Regions from separate parts of the Podarcis muralis genome. Here regions 1 and 3 are each linked to region 2. A link is a contact called in public Hi-C data. All regions are on one chromosome and are shown on one strand. The core of a region is the stretch at or near the end of the contact, and the rest is flanking DNA. Distances in the headings are between cores, read along the strand shown. Region 1 holds the start of LOC114584942. Region 2 holds the start of LOC114584598 (cytochrome P450 2W1-like). Region 3 holds the start of CHLSN (cholesin).

What was found. A called contact is a pair of places that touch in the nucleus more often than the background predicts.
Region 1: a contact with region 2 is called in a Hi-C map of blood, with 6 times the contacts expected there. The contact joins the promoter of LOC114584942 here to the promoter of LOC114584598 in region 2. A contact is called at or near these places in 2 of 3 Hi-C or Micro-C datasets (blood and tail).
Region 3: a contact with region 2 is called in a Hi-C map of tail, with 2.5 times the contacts expected there. The contact joins the promoter of CHLSN here to the promoter of LOC114584598 in region 2. A contact is called at or near these places in 2 of 3 Hi-C or Micro-C datasets (blood and tail).

Annotation. Positions count from the first base shown.
Region 1 is chr14:50,265,762-50,268,731 of rPodMur119.hap1.1, forward strand. It overlaps LOC114584942, which reads left to right and starts at 1,359. Exons shown (of 2, transcript XM_028707150.2): 1 at 1,359-1,899. CHLSN (cholesin) reads right to left here. Exons shown (of 6, transcript XM_028707157.2): 3 at 2,814-2,861.
Region 2 is chr14:50,135,742-50,139,081 of rPodMur119.hap1.1, forward strand. LOC114584598 (cytochrome P450 2W1-like) reads right to left here and starts at 1,345. Exons shown (of 10, transcript XM_077918694.1): 1 at 1,081-1,345. The coding sequence starts at 1,281.
Region 3 is chr14:50,306,979-50,310,301 of rPodMur119.hap1.1, forward strand. It overlaps CHLSN (cholesin), which reads right to left and starts at 1,311. Exons shown (of 6, transcript XM_028707157.2): 1 at 1,162-1,311.

The DNA.
Region 1 (2,970 bases), core at 109-2,608, 130 kb after region 2:
CAGCTGCCCACCCCCATATCAAGTAAAACAATAGAAATACTCACTGACAAATCACATTGGTTCTGCTCCCCTAACAAAAGTCCTGTCCCCCCTAACAAAATTCCAGGCTACACCCATGCTTAGGTTTCATACCAGGAAAAGCCCAAATGGTGTTGCAATTGTGAACAGCTAGTTCTGAGTGTAATTAACCATTGTTAAGGCTTTCTCCAATAATGCATCAGACAACTGTGTGTCTGTAATTGAGCACACATCATTTCTTTGAGAGTGTGATTTTTGTTTTCAGCCACCTCATTGTCAGAAGGGGTGTAAGGGCTGTCAGCTGATGCAGAAGCTCCTTCTTAACTAGGAAGTCTTTATATTTCAAACACTTGTCTGTTTGCTACAGGCTTCTCATAATGATTATGCACCCAAGTCACAAATGATTTAAACTCTTAAATTTGCTGAATGCTCGCTTTAATAAAGAGTGCAACCTCCTAGAACTGCAGAAAGTTAGCCCTAAATCAGTTGACCAACCACTGAAAAAAACAAAAAAACTCACACTAAAACAGCCCCTTGTGTGCTATCCGAATAAAGTTTACTTTCTTATTGAGCTCATATGACCGTATCCTATGATTGTTCAACTGAATCAAATTGAGACTATAAAAATAAATGTTCAAGAGAAACCACATTTGAAAAGAATGCCCACTTTTTCTTCCTCATTCAATTTTGAATAGCAACAGTAACTGTCAGAGGGAAATGTGCATGAAAATTACAGCACTGTGTAAATTAAAATGTTTAGAATTATCATTAATTACAATTGTATTCAGCCATCTTGCACACTATGGGTTAGTAGTGAGCAGATTAAATAGACTATCTCTTCAACCAAGGTTTCTCAAACTTGGGTTTCCAGTTGTAGTCCAAAAATAGCTTGGGAGACCCAAGTTTGGGAAACCCTGTCTTAAATATAACCTCTTAATGCATAGGGTATTTTGGACAAGCTATTTCATGGACACACCACAATTATGCCTCCAAACCCAGCAAGAAGGTAGGAATCTTTATTTCCAAACTTTTGATTCTAGGCAAAGTATTCAGCATCAGCTTCTGGAAGGGGGGGAGAGGTAAGGGTGTGAGTGTTTTAATCATTACCATTTATACTTCTAGCGATCTCACTTCTTCTAGTCCGTATGCAGCCTAATCAACACTGCTTACGCGTAAGAGGGAACTATCAGCAGGCCAGAGAACTCAGAGGTTTCAAGGAGCATAAAAATATATTTCAAAAAATGGGAAATGAACTTTCACAACAGCCAAATCACTGAGCACGTTTAGTGGGCATGGAAAGCTGACTGACTGTTAGTGGGAGGGAGATCAGGGGAGAGGAGGGGTGAATGGAATGGACTGGCTGGAATCCTGGACAGGAAGCACTCCATAAGATAATATTTTGGTGCAGGTCCTACTTGTATAAAATATTTTTATTTGATATTTACTTCTGCAGCATTTTGAAAATGCTAAACATCTGGACATGTGAAAACATACTTCCAGTATTAGTGAATAGAGGTAGAATGGCTTCATGATTTAAAATAACCGAGAAGCCACTGGATGGCCTCAAAGACTCAGAAATATATGACTAAACACTACTTTTCTGTTCTGGAGTACCCAAACATCACTCTGTGTAGGTCAACTCAAACTTTAAAGTCACATGATGGAGCCATACGCGGGCTAAAATTGCAACGTGTATGGTTTGAATTACATGAAACCAAGTTCCTGTTTCCTACAGAAGAACTGTGGTTTTTTGTTGTCTGAGTTTTCGAACTGAACACGTCACCACACACAGGAAGCCAAGTATGCATTAAAACTTACTTTCCTCATCAATCTGATCATAAAGACAGCATCAGCCTGTTGCATCTGCATTTTGTTTCACGGGTAAGTGACCTACTTTGTTTTAAATATGAAATGTTTTCATCATCACTAAGGACCAAAAACACTGTGAAAAGAGCTCTGTACTTTCAACCTCTTTGCTTCAGTAATATGCTTAAAGCTGCACAAAATGCAGCAAAATACCACATCTTAAAAAAATGTTATGAAAACAAAAGAGACCAGGATTTTTCTGTTCTGCTAGAATCCTTTTATAAATAATTAAAGCGTCACATAATTCTTAAATGTGCAAGAAGCCAGATGCTTCAACTATTTAAACAAAAGGAAGTGGGGAGGAGGAATCAAAACTTTCTACTGAGCCGGAATGTTGCCTTCTACTGTTTTAGAATAAGACTAACGCAAGAGTTGCACACATAACAGATTTTAAACACAACACTGTTGACATTCTTCCTCTGTGTAGAAGAAAAAAATCTCTTCTCAATTTGTTTGTTTCTGTAGAAACTGTATTCCTTCAGTTAAATTCTTACTGTAATCAACTGTATAAGTAACTCCATTTTTTATTTCTCTGCCTCTACAAATCCCGTCTCTGAATTTAACTTATGTCAGAATCCCTAGTCCATCTTTTGCAAAGAATTATAAACACATTTACACTAAACAGCTAAAATAGCAATAACACTCAAGTTACGCACAAGGCTTGCTTGTATAAAAGAATCTTCTTTCTCCTGTAGGGAAAAAAACCCAGGGAAGGGCTGTCATATGCTAAGCATCTATACAAAAATAGATCTGGTTTCTAAAACAACGATTCCTAAACATAGTAATGCAGCTTGGAAGCTTTCAAATAAGTCGTCAGTTTAATTCATTAAACTGAAATGCCCAGACTTGAGTGTTTTAAGCAAACGCATGCAAGGGGGAAATAATTTCAAGTTCTGCCTTTCTCAAGAGATTTCCCTCGCAGTACTTGCCCTCCTGTAGTTCTCTCCTGCGTGTTGTGGGGAATGGTTCGGCTCCATCTATTGGAGGCAAGGATAATTTATTAGCTGTGTGTCTGAGCCTGAGAACAGGATTCCAGAACATTTTTGTATTCACTGCCAAAACAAATAAAGCCTAACATACTAGCAG
Region 2 (3,340 bases), core at 95-2,594:
TGTGAATTGCCCTGGTGTCTTTTTTATTTTTTATGAAGAGCGGTGTATGAATATTTTCAGTCAAATAAACCAGTGCAAAAGAGGGGATTTTATCTCTCCTGCCCCACAGCTGGAAAAAAGGCCTTGTTGGTGGCGGCAGGGAAACAAGTATGCATCTTCCCTGGCCACTTTAGATCCTTGTGACCTGTCACCTCTCCAAAAACTGCGCTCTCAGCTGTCAAGAGGTCCAAGGTGTCGGCGAGGGGAGTGGGGGCAATCTCACTGGACGACTCATCAGATGCTGATCACAGCACTGGGTCAGGATGGATGAAGCTGCAAAATACCCCAGAAAACTTACGTAACTGATTTGCTTCTGCTCTGCAAATCAGGTGCTGCTGCAGGCAGTCATGCCCCAGGTTCTCTTCATGCCACTGCCAAAATTGGTAGGTGGTCTCTGAGGTGGGGGAGACCTGGAGCGGCCCTCTAATTCTGAACCCTGGTATGTAGGACTACAGCCTTGGACCTCGAATATTATTTAAGGAGTTTAACATTTTCACCATCATAATCGCAAGTGATCTGCTCTGAAGATCACGCTGTGAAACGATACTCAGGGATTTACGGAAAGCTAAACTCTACATCAAGGGACGCGGGTGGCGCTGTGGGTAAAACCTCAGTGCCTAGGACTTGCCGATCGCATGATCGGCGGTTCGAATCCCCATGGCGGGGTGAGCTCCCGTCTTTCGGTCCCAGCTCCTGCCCACCTAGCAGTTCGAAAGCACCCCTAAGTGCAAGTAGATAAATAGGTACCGCTTTATAGCGGGAAGGTAAACGGCGTTTCCGTGTGCTGCTCTGGTGCTGGCTCGCCAGTTGCAGCTTCGTCACGCTGGCCACGTGACCCGGAAGTGTCTCCGGACAGCGCTGGCCCCAGGCCTCTTAAGTAAGATGGGCACACAACTCTAGAGTCGGACCCGACTGGCCCATATGGGCAGGGGTACCTTTACCTTTACCTTAAACTCTACATCGGCTGCACTGAAATGGGAAGGTTTAAAAACAGAACCAACGCCTCCCTCCCTCCCACCACAAGCCATCACCACATCTCACCTTCATATATGATAAATCTTGTCTTCTGATATCTATCAAATGCAAATTGCCAATGACTGGGAGTGGTCGAGGACCTGGAGGCAGGGGCAGAGGTGATTTCCCATGGTTGCTGCTCAGAAACCAGAATGTCGTTAGGAAGATCAGCGCAAGCAGCAAGAAAACTGAGACTGGGTCAAGGAGGACGAATGTCCACAGAGCCATGTTGAGGCTGACTTGGAAGGAAGAGAGTGAGAGCAAGAATTGATGGAACAACTCTCAAATACTGCTGATCTGCTCAGTGTTTTGTTTTGCATGGGGGCGGGGGCACGTTACATAACATCGAAGATCTGCACTCCACTTTACTGGTCCACTTGGCTGCCCTGGGCAAAGTCTTCCCACCTGCTGAAAGCCAAACATTATGAGGCAATACTGAAAGAGGCCTATGTCATCCATGAGGATTTCACCAGTTGCCATTTAGAGCTTCCATGATATGGACTATTCCAGTGCATTCTTCCACCTTTTTATCCTTGGCACATCAACTTTCTTAGCATCTGGGTAGGTGTGCCTAAACAATAATGTTTTGGGTTTTCTTTAGGAGCTGACAAAAAGAATACAGTAAAGATGCCTGCTTGCTATCAACAGGGAGGGCGTTCCAAAGCGTAGGTGATACCACACTAAATGAGTTCTTACAAATGTCAATTCTACCAGTCTTAGTAGATGAGTGGGCACATGAAGGGAAAGGAAATCTCACAGGTAAACTGGTCCCAAGTTGTTAAGGGCTTTATATACCAAGAGTAGCTCCTTGAACCTGGCCTGGTAGCAACCAGCAACCAGTGTAGACCTCTAGAGCAAAGGTTTTATATGGTGATGAGGCCTGTTAGCAATCATGCTGCAGCATTCTACACTCACTGCAGCATCCAGATCAAGCGCAAGGGAAGCCCCACAAAAAGCGCATTGCAGTAATTCAGTCTCAAAGCAACCAGCACATATAGCAGGGTCTCCCAAACTTGAATCTCCAGCTGTTTTTGGACTACAATTCCTATCATCCCTGACCGCAGGTCTTGCTAGCTAGGGATGATGGGAGTTGTAGCTCCAAAACAGCTGGAGACCTAAGTTTTGGAAACCCTGGCATAAGTACTGTGGCGAGGCTTTCGCGGTCCAGGAATGTTGGCCTTTGAGCAGATGTGAGACAGTCTGGGCATGTATCTTGATTAACCAGATGGGTTGGGGGAAATAATAATAAAAATATTATTATTATGGTCATAACTGTACATGTCAATTTGGTATGGGCATTCTGCACATCAAATTATAGGAAATGAGTTGGCTGGCAGATATATAATAGGTTTGAAATGCCTGTGTAAAGGTAAAGGGACCCCTCACCATTAGGTCCAGTCGTGACCGAATCTGGGGTTGCAGCGCTCATCTAGCTTTATTGGCAGAGGGAGCCGGCATACAGCTTCCGGGTCATGTGGCCAGCATGACTAAGCCACCTCCGGAGAACCAGAGCAGCGCATGGAAACGCTGTTTACCTTCCCGTCGGAGCGGTACCTATTTATGTACTTGCACTTTGATGTGCTTTTGAACTGCTAGGTGGGCAGGAGCAGGGACCGAGCAACAGGAACTCACCCCGTCGGGGGGATTCAAATTGCCAACCTTCTGATCGGCAAGTCCTAGGCTCTGTGGTTTAACCCACAGCGCCACCCGAGTCCCAAAATGCCTGTGAAGGACGGTTAAATCAATAAATCAAGTCTAAAACTCCATGTCTGCTGTCCAGAGCACCTCAGAGGAAGAGCAATGTTGTATTGTTCTTTTTTGTGTGTAATAAATTATTAATAAATTCACCATAACATGTGTCAGGGGTTCAGGAGCAGAGGCAAGGGCAAGGGAGGAAACAGAGAGCGAAGGGGAGGAGGCAGAAGAAAAGATGAGCGATGACGACGACCCGAGATCTCCGAGCCTTTCCAGTGAATCGGAGGATTCACAGAAAGGAGCACCAGTGGCCAGGGCAAGGGGGGAGTTTAGGGGGGCACCCCAGGAAGATAGAGCCAGAGGGGACTCAGAGGAGAGCAGTTGGAGATCGGGACCAGCGTCACCGCCAGAGAACAGAGAAGAGGAAGGGAGCCAGGGGGCAAGCGCTGGCAGCTCACAACAGGAGGGAGGGCACGAGTCAGGAGTGGCCACACCTCCATCTGGGAGCGAAGAGACGGTTAGACGGAAGGTGGAAGGTTGGGCGCGCGCGCCAAGTTCAAATGCACAGGAAGGCGACGCAGTAGGCAGCCCG
Region 3 (3,323 bases), core at 61-2,560, 170 kb after region 2:
TTTATTGTAGTTGAAGCTTTCATGGATTAGTATCTATGTCACCATATGCACCTACGGCTACCCTGAGTTGGCAGATGTTATGTGTACCATGGTTAATGTACCAAACTAAGAGAACATGGGGTACCTCTTTTGTTTTTCACGTTCATCAAGTATTTAAACAGGCACTTAAAAGTACTGGATTTTAAACACCAGCTTAAAACACGTTTGTTCTCTCAGACGTTCACTGATATGTGATCCAGTAAAGTTGATTACATATTAATTTGATTATTGACATATAAACTTTGCTGCTAGTGATGTAATTTAAGTGATTATTTTGTTTCCCACCCTTATTCCTTTTTCTTTGGCCGTATAGAAATGTTTACAATAGGTCTTAACCTCTGCAAGGCCTCATACTCCTCAGGTGGCCTGAGTAACCTCAAGAGGAGCAACTACATTACCCTGTGATAAGAAAAAGTGAGAGTTTACAATAAATTTATTACAATATAAGCTTTCACGGGTGAAAAGCAGCTTTGCCAGACGTTGGCAAGGGCAATACCTAAACGTAATTCACGCAAAACCGTACAGAGAACGTTTTTAATGCTTAAGCTTATGGTTGCCATCAATTTGATTTTAATTAATTTTTATAATGAAATGTTTTTAGAATGTTGCACTATTTTATTGTTGTTAGCCGCCCTGAGCCCGGCTTCGGCTGGGGAGGGCGGGATATAAATAAAAATTTTTTTTTATTATTATTATTTTCCCTCAGCCTGGCCTACCTATGGCGCATCTGTGGTGAGGCTAAAATTGGAGCGGGGAGACCAGACACCCTTCCCCCTCAGCCTGGCCTACCTCACAAGTCTGTTGTGAGTCTAAACTGGGGGGGGGGGGTTTGAGAGTCGACGGCCAGCCACTCTCTTTCTCAGCCTGGCCTACCTCACAGGTCTGTTGTGAGTCCGGTTGGGGGAGGGAAATGAAGGTGCTCGTGAGGAAAGTGAGCAGGGCAGCGAGGGGGAGGTGTCTTTCCCTCACACAGGCACGTGTTGCGCGCCACCCCCTCGCCGGCTTCAGGTCGGGGTGGGATAGGGATCTTCCTCTGCCCCACAGGAACCCTAAACCGCGACACCCACACCCGCCCCGGCCCCCTCAGAGGCGGCCGCCTCCCTCTCACGCCACCCACCTCACTCTCAAGCCCGCCTCCTCAGCTGCGGCCGCTCACGCGCTTCCTCGCGCACGTTTCAACCCAGCGCCTCAGACCGCCCCGGCGCTCCCATTGGGTGCCCGGAGGCCACGCGCTCGCTCGCACTGGACCGCCCGCATTTCAATCAAGCAGCGGAGCTAATCAAAATCTAATGCTACGGAACCCAGGCCCTCCCCCTCCTCTCCGACTCCCTCGCGCCCTGGGGGGAAGGCGGGGCTGGGCGGGGCTTGGAGCAAGCACGTGAAGGCGCGGCAGTTGATGGGGAGAGAGAGTGCGCGAGCCCTGGGTTTCTCTTTTCCCATTGGGCTCAAAGGCCGTCGCTCTTTTCCTCCCGCCCCACCCGTAACCCTGCCGCCTCGTCTAGTGCGAGTGACGTCTGCGCCCGCCGTCGTACTCGACGCGGCTTCCTCTCTGGCTGGTTCAGCGCACTACCACGCCACAGGGAGATGCGCAAAACTGGGGCAGGCTCCAATTGAGACCACACCCAGGGAGAAGTCGATTATGATTATGATTGTTTATTCAGTTTAGTAGCCGCATAAAAAAAAATTTTTTTTTAAAGTAGCCCAGCAAATTTTGGGAGCCAGTGCAATTGTTTTCAGTGAAAGCATTAACTTTGTACTATTCTGCCACAGGGATCAGTCAAGCACAGGGGTCAGCAAACTTTTTCACCAAGGGGCCGGTCCACTGTCCCTCAGACCTTGTGGGCCGGACTATTTTTTTTTGGGGGGGGGGGGTGAACAAATTCCCACGCCCCACAAATAACCCAGAGATGCATTTTAAATAAAAGCACACATTCTACTCATGTAAAAACACGCTGATTCCCAGACCGTCCACAGGCCGGATTTAAGGCGATTGGGCCGGATCCAGCCCTCGGGCCTTAGTTTGCCTACCCATGAGCTATCAAGGTGGCTTGCAATAGATTTAAAAATACAGTAAAACAATAGTGGGGAGTGAGGTGTTGTCAGTCTGTTCTTAATACTAACTAGTATTATAGAGCAGCAGGGAAAATAAGCATTTTCTGCCCTAAATGTGTTTCTTCAGGTCAAGGACTAATGTGTTTTCCCTACTACATTTGAGTGAACCCATGGTTCTAATTTATAGGAGATGGGTAATAATAATAATAATAAATTTTATTTATACCCCGCCCTCCCCAGCCAAGACTGGGCTCATAAACACCAGCTATAAAAACAATTGATTAAAGTACAACTTAAAAGCAAGATTAAAATACAACATTAAAATGCAGCCTCATTTCAGTAGAAACTCAAACCAGTAGTCCCTCTAGTACATCACGCTCCTTCTGGGTTAGTTTGTCCACCCTTGGTTCCTATCCTGCACTCGGCTCTCACCTGTGGCTCCCAGAAGCTGTCATCCCTGTGAGGTAGGCTGGGCTGAGAGGCAGTGACTGGCTTCCAAGGCCACCCAGTGACCTTCATGGCCGAGTGGGGATTTGAACCCTGGTCTCCCAGGTCCTAGTCCGACACTTTAACCACTACACCACACTGTCTCTCAATGGTTAAGAAATCATTGAGGTATTATTAGTGGGACAAGAATATGGTGACCAGTACAGAGGAAGAGCCATGACTCCCTTTGGTCAGCTGTCAGAGGGATCATTTCCACATTTTGCTCTCGAAAGATATGCATCTGCTGGAATATTTACAAGACGCACAAAATTACATTCCTTCCTTTTAAAGGCAGGAATAAGACTTGACAGAGTACACAACAAACCTCTCAGCTGTGACACCCTGTGGCTGGATCGGATATTGCATCCAAGACTTTCACAGACACCAGGTTTCTCAGGGACACTGCCCAACTTTAAAGCCATAATCTCACATTTGAAAAATTTAGGCCTCCATGTTCTTGATAACACTATTGAACTCTGGCAGCCGCTTTCACTGTACCCCTTTTGGCACGTGCTAAAAATATTGTTTAGACAAGCCAGAGCTAATGTTTAGAGAAAGCCGGTGCAAGTTTTGACGTTTTTAGTCGATTGTTATTTTTACTTTTTGAAAGTTCTAAATTGCTCATTTTTCTTATCGGTGATTTATTGTTTTATCTTTTTTGCAACCTGCTTTGAGGTTCATTTGTTCTTACAATCAAACGGGGTATAAATTTTATGAAATAAATAAAATTTCCCTCTAACAAAGAG